Linked DNA regions of Sus scrofa: regions 2 and 3 are each linked to region 1. A link is a contact called in public Hi-C and HiChIP or PLAC-seq data. All regions are on one chromosome and are shown on one strand. Each heading gives the region's core, a stretch centred on a gene start, on an enhancer-like site or on the middle of the called end of the contact. The rest is flanking DNA. Distances are from core to core; before and after follow the strand shown.

Region 1 (4,071 bases), core at 1,293-3,792:
AGGAATTCAGCCTGCAGGTTCAAGGTGAGCTTTCTGGAGAAGATGATGCTGTGTGAATGAGTCTGAACTGAGTCCCAGAGATTAGTGGGAAAGGTTGCTTTCAAGGCAGGAGGAGCAGCAAGTACAAAACCATGGACATGGTGAGATTGTTCTTGAAGCTGCCAGCATTCGTGTTGGAGTGTGAGGACAGTGACAATGGATGAGCTGGAGAGGTGAGCCAGGGCCAGTCTCCATCATTACAGGATGTTCCAGGAGTGCAGGCTTGTCCTGAATACCTCGCAAATCACGGAAGGGTTTTAGGCAAAGAAGCAACATGGTCAGACTTGTATAGAAATCCCACTTCTACAAGTTGGGAGAATAGATTGGAAGAGATCAAAACTAAAGGCAGAGAAACTAAATGTAGTCCCCAAAAGATGGCAAGGGCTGGAACTGACGGGGTGGGGGATGAAGGGAAGATTCAACAGAGGTCAAAGAGCTAGAGTGGGCAGGACGTGAGTGCCTGGCTGTGAGGGTGAGGGGGACTGAAATCAGGAATGATTCAGATTTCAGACTTGGGCAGCTTGGTAGCAGCTGGTGAAACAGGGACCACAGGGGAGGAAGATGAAGGGCATGTTGAGTTTCAGATCCCTGTGTGCCATCCAGGCAGCGGGGCCAGAAGTCAGCTAGCTCTGAGCTCGATGGGTCTGTAGCTCAGAGACAGCTTTTTGGCTGGAGATACAGGTTTGGGAGTTAATGGCTTGTGACTGTGATGGAAACTGCAGGGAATGGGAAACGGGAGTGGGGGGGGCATGGGGGAGGCTGTATAGATTGGGAAGACTGGGGAAAGCTTTAGAACCTCACCTTTTCCCCCCTAAACAAACATCATCAAATTTAAATCGTCATTAAGAACTCTGTTAGGAGTTCCCCCTGTGATGCAACGGGATTGGCAGTGTCTTGGGAGCACTGGGACACCAGGTTCACTCCCCGGCCCAGGCCCAGCACAGTGGGTTAAGGATCCCCTTCGGCTTAGGTCACAACTGTGGATCAGATCTGATCCCTGGCCCAGGAACTCCATGTGCTTCAGGGTGGCCAAGAAAAGGGAAAAAAAAAAAAAAAAAAAAAAAAAAAGAACTTTGTTAGAGGGACAGGATGGGGTGTTATTATGAATCTCAGAGATGAGACAGGCTGGGGAGGTTAAGTGACCCGTCCAAGCACTCAGCTAGCAGCCAGCAGGTGGACCTGACTCCACACTTAGATCAAACGGCCTTCCAGCCCGACCTCCAAGGACCTGGAGGACACCTCGCAGCCTTCTGCTTCTTCCTTTCCCACCCAGGCCAGGCTTAGGGCATTTCCCTCCCTCTGCCTTGGACCCTTACTCCTGTGGAGCCCCTGTTTCCCACCAGCTATTAAACGGGTATGATTTACTCCCTAACATTCACCAGAGCCTTGCCCACCCAGCCCCTGGTCTTGACGCTGGAGACAGAGGAAGGGGTTCTGAGCCCTGATGGAAGAGCAGGGGACTGAAACAGCCAGGACTGGAGACAAGCATCAGTGCAAGCTGATAGGAAGGAGGGCAGGGGAAGGGCAGAGCTGGAAGGGCAGAGCTCAGAGCAGAGGCCAAGGCTATCAGAGGGTAAGGAGGTTTGGAGAAGGGAGGCCTGGGGGCCTGAGCTCAACGGGAGGGCTGCGGGGTAGTGGGAGGAGGGAAAGAGGTAATGGGAGGCTCATTGTCCCAGCAGGGGGAAGTCTTTTGTTTCCTCTCTTCCCTTGGCAGCCTGACAGGATATGAGGCCAAGCCCCCCCCCCATGCCAGGCCCCCCCCCCCACTGGACGGGGCCCTTCCCCTACTATTGTGTCCTTGACAGGGATGGGGGCAGGGGCAACAGCTCTGGGGCAAATATAAGGAGGACCATTCGTGGTTAGAGGCTAGGCTAACAAGGACCTGAAGGGACAAGAAGCCCCTGGGCTGGTTCGTGGAGCTTGGCAGGAGAGCTCTGTGCCTGGGGAGGAGCAGGAAGCCAGGCCAGGGTGGGGCCTGCACCAAGGGCAGCAGGTCGGGCCGGGGGGCGGCAGGCTGGGCCCCAGAGGAGATGACGCAGTGCTTCAGGCCTCTCCCAGCCCCCACCATTCCAGCCTGGGGGCCTGAGAGCTCACCTGAAATCCAGAGTTCCCCCCAACCCCCTCCATTCCCTAAAGTTGACATCACCCCTACCAAGACAGCTGGGATCTGAAAGAGCCCAGCAAACTCTGGTGTCCTGCCTGGGCCCTCCGCATCCATTTTCCTGGACTCCCTCCCTCCTTCCCCGGGATCCAGGAGTCTGGCCTCCTGCTGCGGTCCTCCAGGAACCCTGGAATTTCATCCCTCCCCTTCTCTCCTCCCTCCTGGGTCATTTTGCTCCATCAGCTGTTCCTGCAGGAAGGGCGCCCTGCTCAGCCTCGCCTCTCTTCCCGAGCCTTTTGTTTGCTGGATCTGCAGGAAACTGTAGGGGCGGTGGCCAAGGGCTCATCTGCCCCTGGGGCCTGGGGGAGGGGGGGGTCCGGATTCACGAGACTTAATTCAGGGGAGCTCACGGCGGGGGACGGGGTGCCGAGGAATTAGCATTTAGGGCCTGAACTCGGAGTGGGGCACTCAGGGGCGGGGATTGGACGTCCTGTCTCCGAAGGATGGTCCAGGTGTGTGCTCTGGGATCCTTTAGAACAGAAGGCTGGACAGGCACCCCGAGATGACCTAATCGGTAGATCCGGGAGCCAACACGAGGCGAGAAAAACCCAGATACTGATTCCACAACCTCGTCCTACACGTCTCAGATCCCAGGAATCCCAAGCAGTGGGGAGATGATAGGCAGCTCAACGTTTTAGGATTAGCCAATTCCTTTCTCCTTTGAAAATGGTGGGGAGGACGACCAGCACGTAGTCCTGAATTCGCGCCTTCCCAGTACGCGACCGCAGACCAGGCGGCGGCGCGGACGCTCTAGCGAGCCGGCGCCCTCTCGTTTGCTGCCCTCTTTCTGGGGCACCCTGGGCGCCGCCATCTTCCCTCCTTAGAGGGCGGGGCGGGGCCACAGCAGTCACGTGAGGAGCCAGCCCCAGATCCGCCGAGGCTCCCAGAAGACACGGTGCACGGTTACAAAGGGCCACCGGAATGCCAGGGACTGATGGAAGTACCGGAGCTAGAGCAGCAAAGAAAAGTTCCTGTTTCGTGGAGCTTAACTTTTCTGTTGGGACTAGGCAGTCGATGAACAAGATAAACACTTTAAAGGCATCTATTAGATGTGTTAAGCGCTCTGGTTAAGGAAAAAAAAAATAGGAAAGGGGGATAAGCCCTAGGAAAGTGGGATGGGAAGGAAGGTGTAGTTCACATTTATTTATTTATTTATTTAGCTTTTTAGGGCTGCACTGTGGCATATGGAGGTTCCCAGGCTAGGGGTCCAATTGGAGCTACAGCTGCCGGCCTACACCACAGCCACAGCAATGTGGGATCCAAGCCGCGTGTGCGACCTACACCACAGCTCTCGGCAACGCCGGATCCTTAACCCACTGAGCGAGGCCAGGGATCGAACCTGCAACTTCATGGTTCCTAGTCCGTCCGCTGTGCCACGACAGGAACTTCTGTAGTTCACCTTTAAATGGGACTGGCAGAGATTTCACTAAGAAGGTAATATTTGAGTCCAAAAGACAAAGGAGGCTCCTGTCCTGTGCTGCCACAGCATTCTTGGCAACAGCCCAGAGGTCCTCGTGGGGCAAGATCAGGGATGAGGAGAGGTGAGGGCAGGATACGGGTCAGGTAGGGCTTCATGGGGCGATTGCCCATATAATATATAGACCACTCTGGGTCACTTCTGAGCAAAGGAAATGCTATTAATGCTTAGGCCATGGCAAAGGTGTAAACTGTGGCAGTTGGACGGTAGTCTGAAACAAGAGGTAAGTGTGGTTAACTTACTTGTAAGTGCCCTTGCGGAGTTCTCTTGTGGTGCAGTGGATTAAGGATCCGGTGTTGTCACTTCAGCAGCTTGAGTGGCTGCTGTGGTGCAGGTTCCATCCCTGCCCTGGTATCTTTTGCATTTGGTGGGTGCAGCTAAAAAAAGGGTGGGG
Region 2 (4,176 bases), core at 411-2,910, 160 kb before region 1:
AGAGACAAAATAAAATAAATAAAATAACAAGAAAACTCTCCCATAGTTTCCCATCAGTCTGTCTTACCGTGGGCCCTAAGGCTCTAGGTGATCAGCATCCCTCCTTCCACCTCATCTCAACGCTGAGTACTGTCTCCCTTAAAACCTCTGTTCCAGCCATACTGGTTCCTTGACCATTTCTATCTAGTACACATTTACTTCCGGCGTTTGCCTTTGCAGTTCCATCTGGAATTCTCTTCCACAGACATGTGTCGTGCTTCCAAACTTCAATCAGACCTCTGCTCAAGCTCATCCTAGTCACTCATTCATTGTTCACTCCACATGTTTTAGGTGCTGAAAATAAAACAAAACAAAGTCCCTACTGTTGTAGAGAGCAAGGTACATTCTACAGGAGCAGCGATAAACTAAAACATGCTATCAAGTAGCTCTATGAGTGCTGTGAAGAAAACAAAAGCGTGACAAAAGGACAGGCAAAGGGAGATTCTACATTTGATAGGGCGCTCAGAGAAGGGTTTCAGATAAGATAACTTTGTTTTGCTCCACTGCTGCTAACCAAAGGTGTGGCCTGGGGCAAGATTCTTCACCTTGTTGAAGCTGTTTCCTCCTCTGCGAAGGGAGTTGAAGATTCGGTGGGATGACGTAAGTAGCAAGGCTGACTCTTAATTCAGCAAGTAGCAAATATAAGTGATTTCCGAGTGAGTTCCGTGCAGGAAGGAATCAGAAGAACCTTGGGCTGAGATCCCAGTCCAACTGGGAGCTACTTCCAACTAGTTCTGTAGCAAACGGTTTTTGTTGCTGCGAAGGCTTCTAGGAGGACCTGGGATAGTAGAGAAAGAGGGCTCTCTCGTGGGAGGTAAATTCTAGTGATTCGGACGGGCTCAGAGTGGGGAGAAGGAACAAAGACCCATTCCCAGCCCCGCCCGGGTCCCCACCCCCGCTTATGCCAGGGTTAGCATTCTAGAGACGCTCGTAAAGTTTTACGTCACTAGGATGAAGCCAATCACCTCTTTACGTGCACCGATGGGCGCACTTACGGCTGAAACCAGGCGGCGCTGGCCAATGACAGAGCCCGTACGGCGGAAGAGTGAAACGGTCTCTCCGGAAGATGGCAGCCCTAGTACAGCCAAAAGCTGATTGGCAGGTGCTGTGACCAGAAGGCGAGCTTCATAGCAAGAGCGGCCATTCGGAGGCGGAAGTCCGAATAAGCGTCGGCTTGAGCTCAGGGAGGGGTCGGAGGCACAAATACAGGTCTCGGGAAAACAGAAGACGGAAAGGACAGCCCCGGAAGAGGCGGCTGCGGCAAGTAGAGTCTTGGGGGGGCAGACTGGGCAAGTGCCCAGGGACGCCCGGAAGGGGCGGGGCATGCTGCAGAGTGGGGCGGGGCTTATGGAGATCAGGAACCCGGACTGAAGACAAGGGCCCCGGCAGGGAGCTGGGAGGGGCAGGGTTTACGAGGTGGGCGTGACCCTCGAGGTAGAGCTTGGGGGCGGGGCCTAAGGGGACCCAAGGCAGAGCTGGAGAGGGGAAGGGTTTGGGGGGGCTGGGCCTGTCTTCTGGGGCCTCATCTAGCGGGATTCCGAGGCGGCGGCAGCATCAGTCCAGGCCCTGCCCTACGGTCTCATCCCGTTCCGTTTCACCCCTCTCGCCCCTCAGCTCTATCCTCCAGGCCCGTCCCCTGAACTCTGCCCTCGGATGTTCCACCGCCCAGAGCTTGCATGCGCCGTGGGGCGCCCCAGGACCAGGAGCTGGTGGGTTCGGGGGCTCCTGGGCGGGGGTCCCGGGGCGCCCCTGCTCCCTCGGGACCTGTTGTCCCGGTCCTCGTCTTTCCCCCGGATCTAGTATTCAGGGCGGACCAGCGGAGCGGCCCCCGGCAGTTGCTGACCCTCTATAACCCCACGGGAGCAGTGCTTCGCTTCCGAGGTGAAGGGGATGGGCGTCTCGCGCTAGGATCTGGGGACTGGCAGAAGAAAATTGGGGAGCTGTATGGATTGAGCAGTCAGATGAGTACGGTCGTATGTCCAGCCTAGGCAGAATGGATGATCGGAGGTGGGGGGGCGGGGTAGGAGGCAAAGGCGCTCCATGGGCGGGGCTTGTACAGGGTCCCTGAAGCAATAATCATTCTCTGTGCTTTCTTCCTCCAGTTCTGTGCACAGCACCTGCCAAATACACAGTGTTTGACGCGGAAGGATATGTGAAGCCTCAATCCTGCATTGACATGTGAGTTGGGAGGGGAGGGGTCGAGAGGCTGATGAAAGCCAGGGGTTGCTGCCAGAATAGTTCTCTGATTTACTGTGCTTTGGCCTTAGGTCCCAGACCTTGTCCTCTTCAATCTGTTTTACCCACCCCTCTGTCTGCGTCCCTAAGGGAAAGTTTCCTGGGAGGGTGGGGCCTGGATCCACTTGGATCACGGCCCCTCAATGGGCCTCTCTCCTTTCTTGAGACCAGTGTGATTCGCCACGTGGCCCCCAATCCCAGCCACTATGACGTCCAGGACCGCTTCCGCATTGAGCTGTCTGAGGAAGGAACAGAGGGCCGAGTGGTGGGGCGCAAGGACATCACCTCAGTTCTGAGGGCCCCAACGTACCCCCCTGAGCTTCAGGGACAGCCTGACCCAACGCCCCACCCAGGGCCCCCTTCCTGGACCGCTCCACCCTCGGCCCAACACTTCCCAGAGAGTGAGTTTGGGGATGGGAATTCTGAGAGTTCTGTAGGGAGGGAGGACCTAGCATGATCTTAGAGATGAGCTCAGTTGGAGGTGAAGAGGCCTCCGGTTCAGTCTTTTGCTTTTTGGTGGAAACCTACCTAGGAGTTGAGATTTTACATCAGGTTGGTTTCTGGCTTCCACTGAGGGGGAAAAAATGTTTCCCTTAGCTCTGACTTCAGTACTTCCCATCATGTATCAGCCAAGTTCAGTTCAATAAGAAGCGTAGGTTGAGCAACTCCTGCCGTCCCAAGTTGTGTATGTGTGGGAGACAGGGGTCTCTGCCCGATAGACCAGTAAGCAGGGCCAGTATTCAAGACAGAGTGAAGAGAGAGGAAGAATGATGAGGGACCAAAGGGGAGAGGGTGTCTTGTGGCTGTGGGGACAGAGGCTCCAGGGAGGAGAGGACACTTCCAGTGTCCAACGAAAAGTAGGTACACCTTCCATCTTCAGCCTCCTCCCTGTAGGACCTTGGGCTGGGCAGGAGTGCGGGCTGGAGCGTCTGACAGGCCTTGTTTCCCAGACCCCCACCCGCAACTGGCCACCAGCTCCTTCCTCCTCTTCTTGCTGATGGGCATCGTCTCGGTGGCCTTCCTGCTGCTCCCGCTCCAGGATGAACTTGGCAGCCAGCTGCCCCCAATCTTGCACGTCTCCCTGGGACAGAAGTTGGTGGCAGCCTACGTCTTGGGTGAGCACAGTGGTGGTGGTAGAGGATGTGGGCCCAGAGAGGGGGAGCCGGGACTGGAAAGGGGGCCTCCAGGGCCCCCGGCTGCATATACGACCTTGCTCTTTTGTTCTCCCCTCTCCAGGCCTCCTGACCATGGTGTTCCTCCGGATCTGAGCTCCCTGCTCCACCTCCACCACCCCCCTCCCCGGGCAGGGACGTGGACGTGGACATGAGACAGCCACTGTGATGCTCATAACCCTGCCGCCACGCCTGCTTCCTTCTTCCTCCCTCCTGCCCATCCCCCCACCCCTACACAGACAAAACCCAGGGATTTGTATTCATTTCCAAGTTGAATAAAATAAATTTGTAAAGTTGAGCTAAGACGTTTAGGGAACAGTCCCCTTTCTTTCCACTTTTTTTCCTCCAGTTCTTCCTACCCACTGGGGACCTGGCACCTGGGGCCGTGAAGAGGCCCAGTGAAGAACTGGGTGCTAGGCCTTGTGCTGCCCCAGAAGAACAGTGTACCTTGAGCAAGTCATTTCATTTCTCTTGAGCTTCAGTTTCTGCTTCTAAAATGAGGGAATTGGGGAGTTCCCACTGTGGCACAATGGGATTGGGACAAAGTTTCCATCCCTGGCCCACCACAGTGGGTTAAGGATCCGGCGTTTAGGTCACAGCTGTGGCTTGCATCAGATCCCCGGCCCAGGAACTCTTTATGCCAAAGGGTGGCATACATGCATAAATTGATTGATTAATTAATTAAGGGAACTGGGAAAGTTGATTCTTAATATTTGCCCTTAGCCCTATC
Region 3 (3,881 bases), core at 313-2,812, 190 kb before region 1:
TGAACTCACTCGCTGCGGAGTGGGCAAGTTAGTTGACCTAGCAACCCGAGACAAGCCGAGTGGTTTCAACTGGTTCTCTCCAGAATGTTCGCGAGGAAGAGGAGAGCGTGCCAGTGCCTACAGGGTGTTTGCAGGTGATCAGGCACCTGCTGGGGAGAAATGCAGTCCCAGGGCAGGGTCATCCGGGGGACACTCTCATCCAGCTCCCAAGTCCTACCCTGGGCTCGGATGGGGTGGGGCTTTGGGAATGCAGTCCTCCACCCCTCTCTCAATCCCCACCCACCCCAGCTGCCAGCCCAAGGTCAGCGGTGGCCTCCTGAGCAGCTGAGGCCTGACTCACCTGTTACAGTGGCGTCCCCTACACCCTACCGTCAACAGACACCAGGATGGAAGACGCATGATTGTTAAGAGCCTATGGTAGGGGGAGTGGGAAGGACAGCTAGACGGTCTCTAGCTTCCCAGCACTCCCCGCTGGGAGATAAGATTTCCTTCCTTTCAGCAACTGCAAGTCCCCTCCCCTAGGGAAAGCAGAAACTGTACTGGGAATTCTAGGGTCTCTATGAGATCACAGGCTCCACAGTGATCTCACACACGCAAGGAGGAGGAGTTGCAGATAAAGGGATTAGGGATAATGGGAAGAGCTCAGGGAGAAAAGAGTTGGCGGGAGGTGGGAGATTTGCTTTTCTCCCACAGGCTGCCTGGGTGAAGAGCCGGGTCCGAGCAAAGGAAACAGAAACTTGGGGCTATCAGGGGCAAATCCATGGGAAGCCGCAGGGAACCTGGGGCTGCTCCTATCTTGGTGGAACAGGGGAAAGAGTTGGAGGCGAAGTGCAGAAAGAGAAATGAGTCATTAGAGGGGCTCGTGGGAACGATCAGAATTGAGGTTGAAGAGGTCACGCAAATAAGCCAAACTAGGGGAGGGGCGGGACCATTCTACAGGTGCGCAGATACGCAAATAAAGACAAACGGAGGTGGGGGCGCTCTCACAACGCTCGGCCGGGGACCCTGGGCGTTCCGTGCAAACGAGAAAAGTGTTCATTGTCTAGTAGTTCTTAAAATGGGGAAGGGGTGGCAGCTGACTTATGCAAAACAGCAGAATCCAGAACTCGGACCACCAGGTGAGGGAGCCGGCCAGGCTCCCTGGCTCCAGGAAAAACGAGGGGCGGGGCTATGCAAACGAGGGTCCCCGCGGGGCCCTGGGCCGGGTGCACTCACCAGCCTGGGTGATGTCTGACAGGTCGTAGCTGCGGGCCGCGCCCCGGGGGAAGTGCTTCAAACGCCGGTTAGACAGGTTCAGGGTCCCGGTGGCCACGGCCTCCTCTAGAGCCCGCTCTGCACTGCGGCTCCCGGGCAGACCCGGAGATCCTGGGACGGAGGTTGTGGCCGCCGCCTCCTCACCCCCAGCGGCGAGTGAGGCCGCTACCACCGCCGCCATCCGCTCCTGGCGGCTCCCGCTGCCTGACTGACGGGACCGGCCGTCCCTCCTTGCCCCTCCCCCTCCTCGGAGCCGCCGTAGTGGCTTCCAGGGGGAGGAAGCGGGCTCGAGGACCCGGCGGGCCAATCGCTGTCCCGGGACGCGTCGGAAGTGGCTAATCAGAACCCGCCGGGGGGGTGGGGACTCCGGCGCTGGAGTGAGGCGAGACACGGGAGGGGGACTAGAATGGAGCGCTCGCCAACGGCCGACGTTCCAGGCCGGCCCACCCCGCGCAGCCGCATCCAATCACAAATCTTAGGGGTGGAGATGGTCCAATCAGGTCCAGTCAGGAGGCGGGGACGCCGGCGCTCCACTTGAAATGATAGAGGCGGTGAAAAGCAAGGCCGTCTCTTTTTCCAACGAAGACAAATCGCAAGCCATACACAGGCGAGTGACTGTCGAGAAGGCCAATTAGATCCTCCAAAGGGAACCTGACCCGGCCTCTTCTCTGAGGGACGGCTCTATCTACCAATAGCATGGGCGAGAAGGCGGTCCCTTCACTAAGAAGGAGGCGGGTGAGCTAGAACTTTGAGACCGACGTAAAGAATGTGAGCGCTGCGTGTTGGGCAGGCTGGAAGGAGTAGAGGGACTGCAGTAGCGTGTGCGAGCTGGACATGTTAGGGAGCGAGCCTGCTGTGGTGGCAGCAGGCAGATTGTGGGTATAGGGGGAGCTGGAGGCAAGACGATATCTGAGGCCAGTGAACAGGGGGTCGTTGCAACCGCAGGGACCATGAATGTCATATCAGCTGCAGAGGCCGAGGCCCGGAGACAGTCTCCGGAGGCTGGGCGGACAGGCGGCTTCCCAGGGACCGGGGATGCCCAGCTCAACTCCTGGAGGGAGGGTTACGGGAGACCAGGAGATCCTCGAAAATAACCGCCCGATCTGCCCCCTTGCCCAAAGAAGTACGCCTGGGCAAATTGTGATGATCAGACCTGGGGGCTTAGTCTAGAAGGGACCTCATCTAGAAGAGGACCGCCGTTTCACAAACGAGGAAAGTGAGACAGAGGGAAGAGCTGTCAAGAGCAAACAGCAAGTTATCGACAGCTCGTTCTAGAGGCCAGGCTTCCTTCCCCCTGCATCAACTTTTGCAGTGGGCTTTTTTCTGTTCGCATCCTCTTCTTTGTCTCCCGAAGTGAAACTGAGTGGATAAAGGGGACCCAAATACAAGAGGAAGTTACCGATTCTTGCTCCGTCCACGGAGAGTCTTAACATCCTGTTAAGTGGCATAAGAACCCAATATAGTCCATTTAATTGGTTAATAGCTACCTAGCCACAAATAGCTCAAGGTTCTTTCCCATAAGTCACATCTCAGATGCTGACATTCCAGAACATTTATTGAGTTATTAAAATTCCATCCCAGGTGTCCCAAACTAGCTGTTTACTAGGCCCCCTGAATAAGGGAGTTTGATTGGCTGGCTGACAGTCTGTTCACCAGCAGAGTAAACGAATGAGTCTATAGTACTGTGCAGCTGAGGGCTGGTTGTCCAGGCCTGGATTCCTTGGAGTTCCGGGAAGATCCAGATATTCCTTGGTTGGACTGGTGCAGATCCTCTGCCCCCACAGGGACAGACACAGGCCCCACTCCTGCTGTTTCTCATCCGTGTCCCCCACCTGTCCCCTAAGACTAAGTGAACACCTTAGACTCTGGGAGAAATCCTACGCTTTCAGAGTAAACCTGTCCCTTCCTTCCACCTAATAGGCTGCCCTTTCTATGTGCAGTCATGTTATTGTCCCTGGAAAACTGTCCGCCTTTGGATGTGTTTCATGAGGCTGGAAAGCATGAGCTCAGTTGTACCCACTTTCATCTCATGTGTGCTTTCATGAGATAGGTGCTCTAGTTAGCAGGGTCACCTTCCCCCTCACCTGTCAAACTGAGTTTAAACTTTTTTTTTTATTTGAGTTTATATCTTTGAGGTAAAGATCCCGTGGAGGCTCTGGCCTGCTGAGATGTGAAGAATTCACCAGGGTTTCTCTACAGAATTAGTGCTAAAAAGGCATCAAGTGGAAAAACTTCCCACTACTCCCTGAAAGGCCTCATCTACCAGTAGTTCAGACTTTATTTCTCCTGTCACATGCATATTCCCTAAGCCACTGGGTGGCTAGAACTGCACTTGAACCAAGGAGCTAAGAGAAAATCCCGGGCAAGGTTGGGGAAAATAGGTCACAGTGGCTGGGTGGTGAGGTCACAGAGAGGTTTGTCTACCCCAGACTCCATGCGGGAGGGGCCTAGGAGGCAGAGGGGCCCCAGAGGTCCCCCAAGCCCAGGCAGGGGACATGGTGTGGGAAAGGCAGCAGGGACGGGGGCCAGGGAGCAGAGTACGAGGGGCCAAGGGGCCCGGAGAGATGAGGGCAGGAGCAGGGAGGGGGCAGTCAGGATGGTGAGGAGAAGCCGGAGACGGAAGCTGC

What was found. Hi-C and Micro-C count contacts between places; a contact is called where the count stands out from the background. HiChIP or PLAC-seq counts read pairs in DNA pulled down with a chosen protein or histone mark.
Region 2: a contact with region 1 is called in an H3K27ac HiChIP or PLAC-seq map of skeletal muscle. The contact joins the promoter of MOSPD3 here to the promoter of SLC12A9 in region 1. A contact is called at or near these places in 2 of 5 promoter capture datasets (fetal skeletal muscle and liver), 8 of 47 Hi-C or Micro-C datasets (embryonic fibroblasts, epiblast stem cells, heart right ventricle and 3 more) and 2 of 2 datasets of contacts at active chromatin or transcription factors (alveolar macrophages and skeletal muscle).
Region 3: a contact with region 1 is called in a Hi-C map of embryonic fibroblasts, with 2.4 times the contacts expected there. The contact joins the promoter of LRCH4 here to the promoter of SLC12A9 in region 1. A contact is called at or near these places in 2 of 5 promoter capture datasets (fetal skeletal muscle and liver), 11 of 47 Hi-C or Micro-C datasets (alveolar macrophages, embryonic fibroblasts, epiblast stem cells and 5 more) and 1 of 2 datasets of contacts at active chromatin or transcription factors (alveolar macrophages).

The regions. Positions count from the first base shown.
Region 1 is chr3:8,694,051-8,698,121 of Sscrofa11.1, forward strand. It overlaps SLC12A9 (solute carrier family 12 member 9), which reads left to right and starts at 2,543. Exons shown (of 14, transcript XM_003354477.4): 1 at 2,543-3,900.
Region 2 is chr3:8,530,085-8,534,260 of Sscrofa11.1, forward strand. MOSPD3 (motile sperm domain containing 3) reads left to right here and starts at 1,661. Exons shown (of 5, transcript NM_001195356.1): 1 at 1,661-1,920; 2 at 2,142-2,217; 3 at 2,446-2,675; 4 at 3,225-3,389; 5 at 3,511-3,744. The coding sequence starts at 1,716. The coding sequence ends at 3,542.
Region 3 is chr3:8,509,780-8,513,660 of Sscrofa11.1, forward strand. It overlaps LRCH4 (leucine-rich repeat and calponin homology domain-containing protein 4), which reads right to left and starts at 1,563. Exons shown (of 23, transcript XR_002342282.1): 1 at 1,216-1,563. It overlaps FBXO24 (F-box only protein 24), which reads left to right and starts at 1,647. Exons shown (of 20, transcript XM_021086233.1): 1 at 1,647-3,779; 2 at 3,782-3,881. The coding sequence starts at 3,750.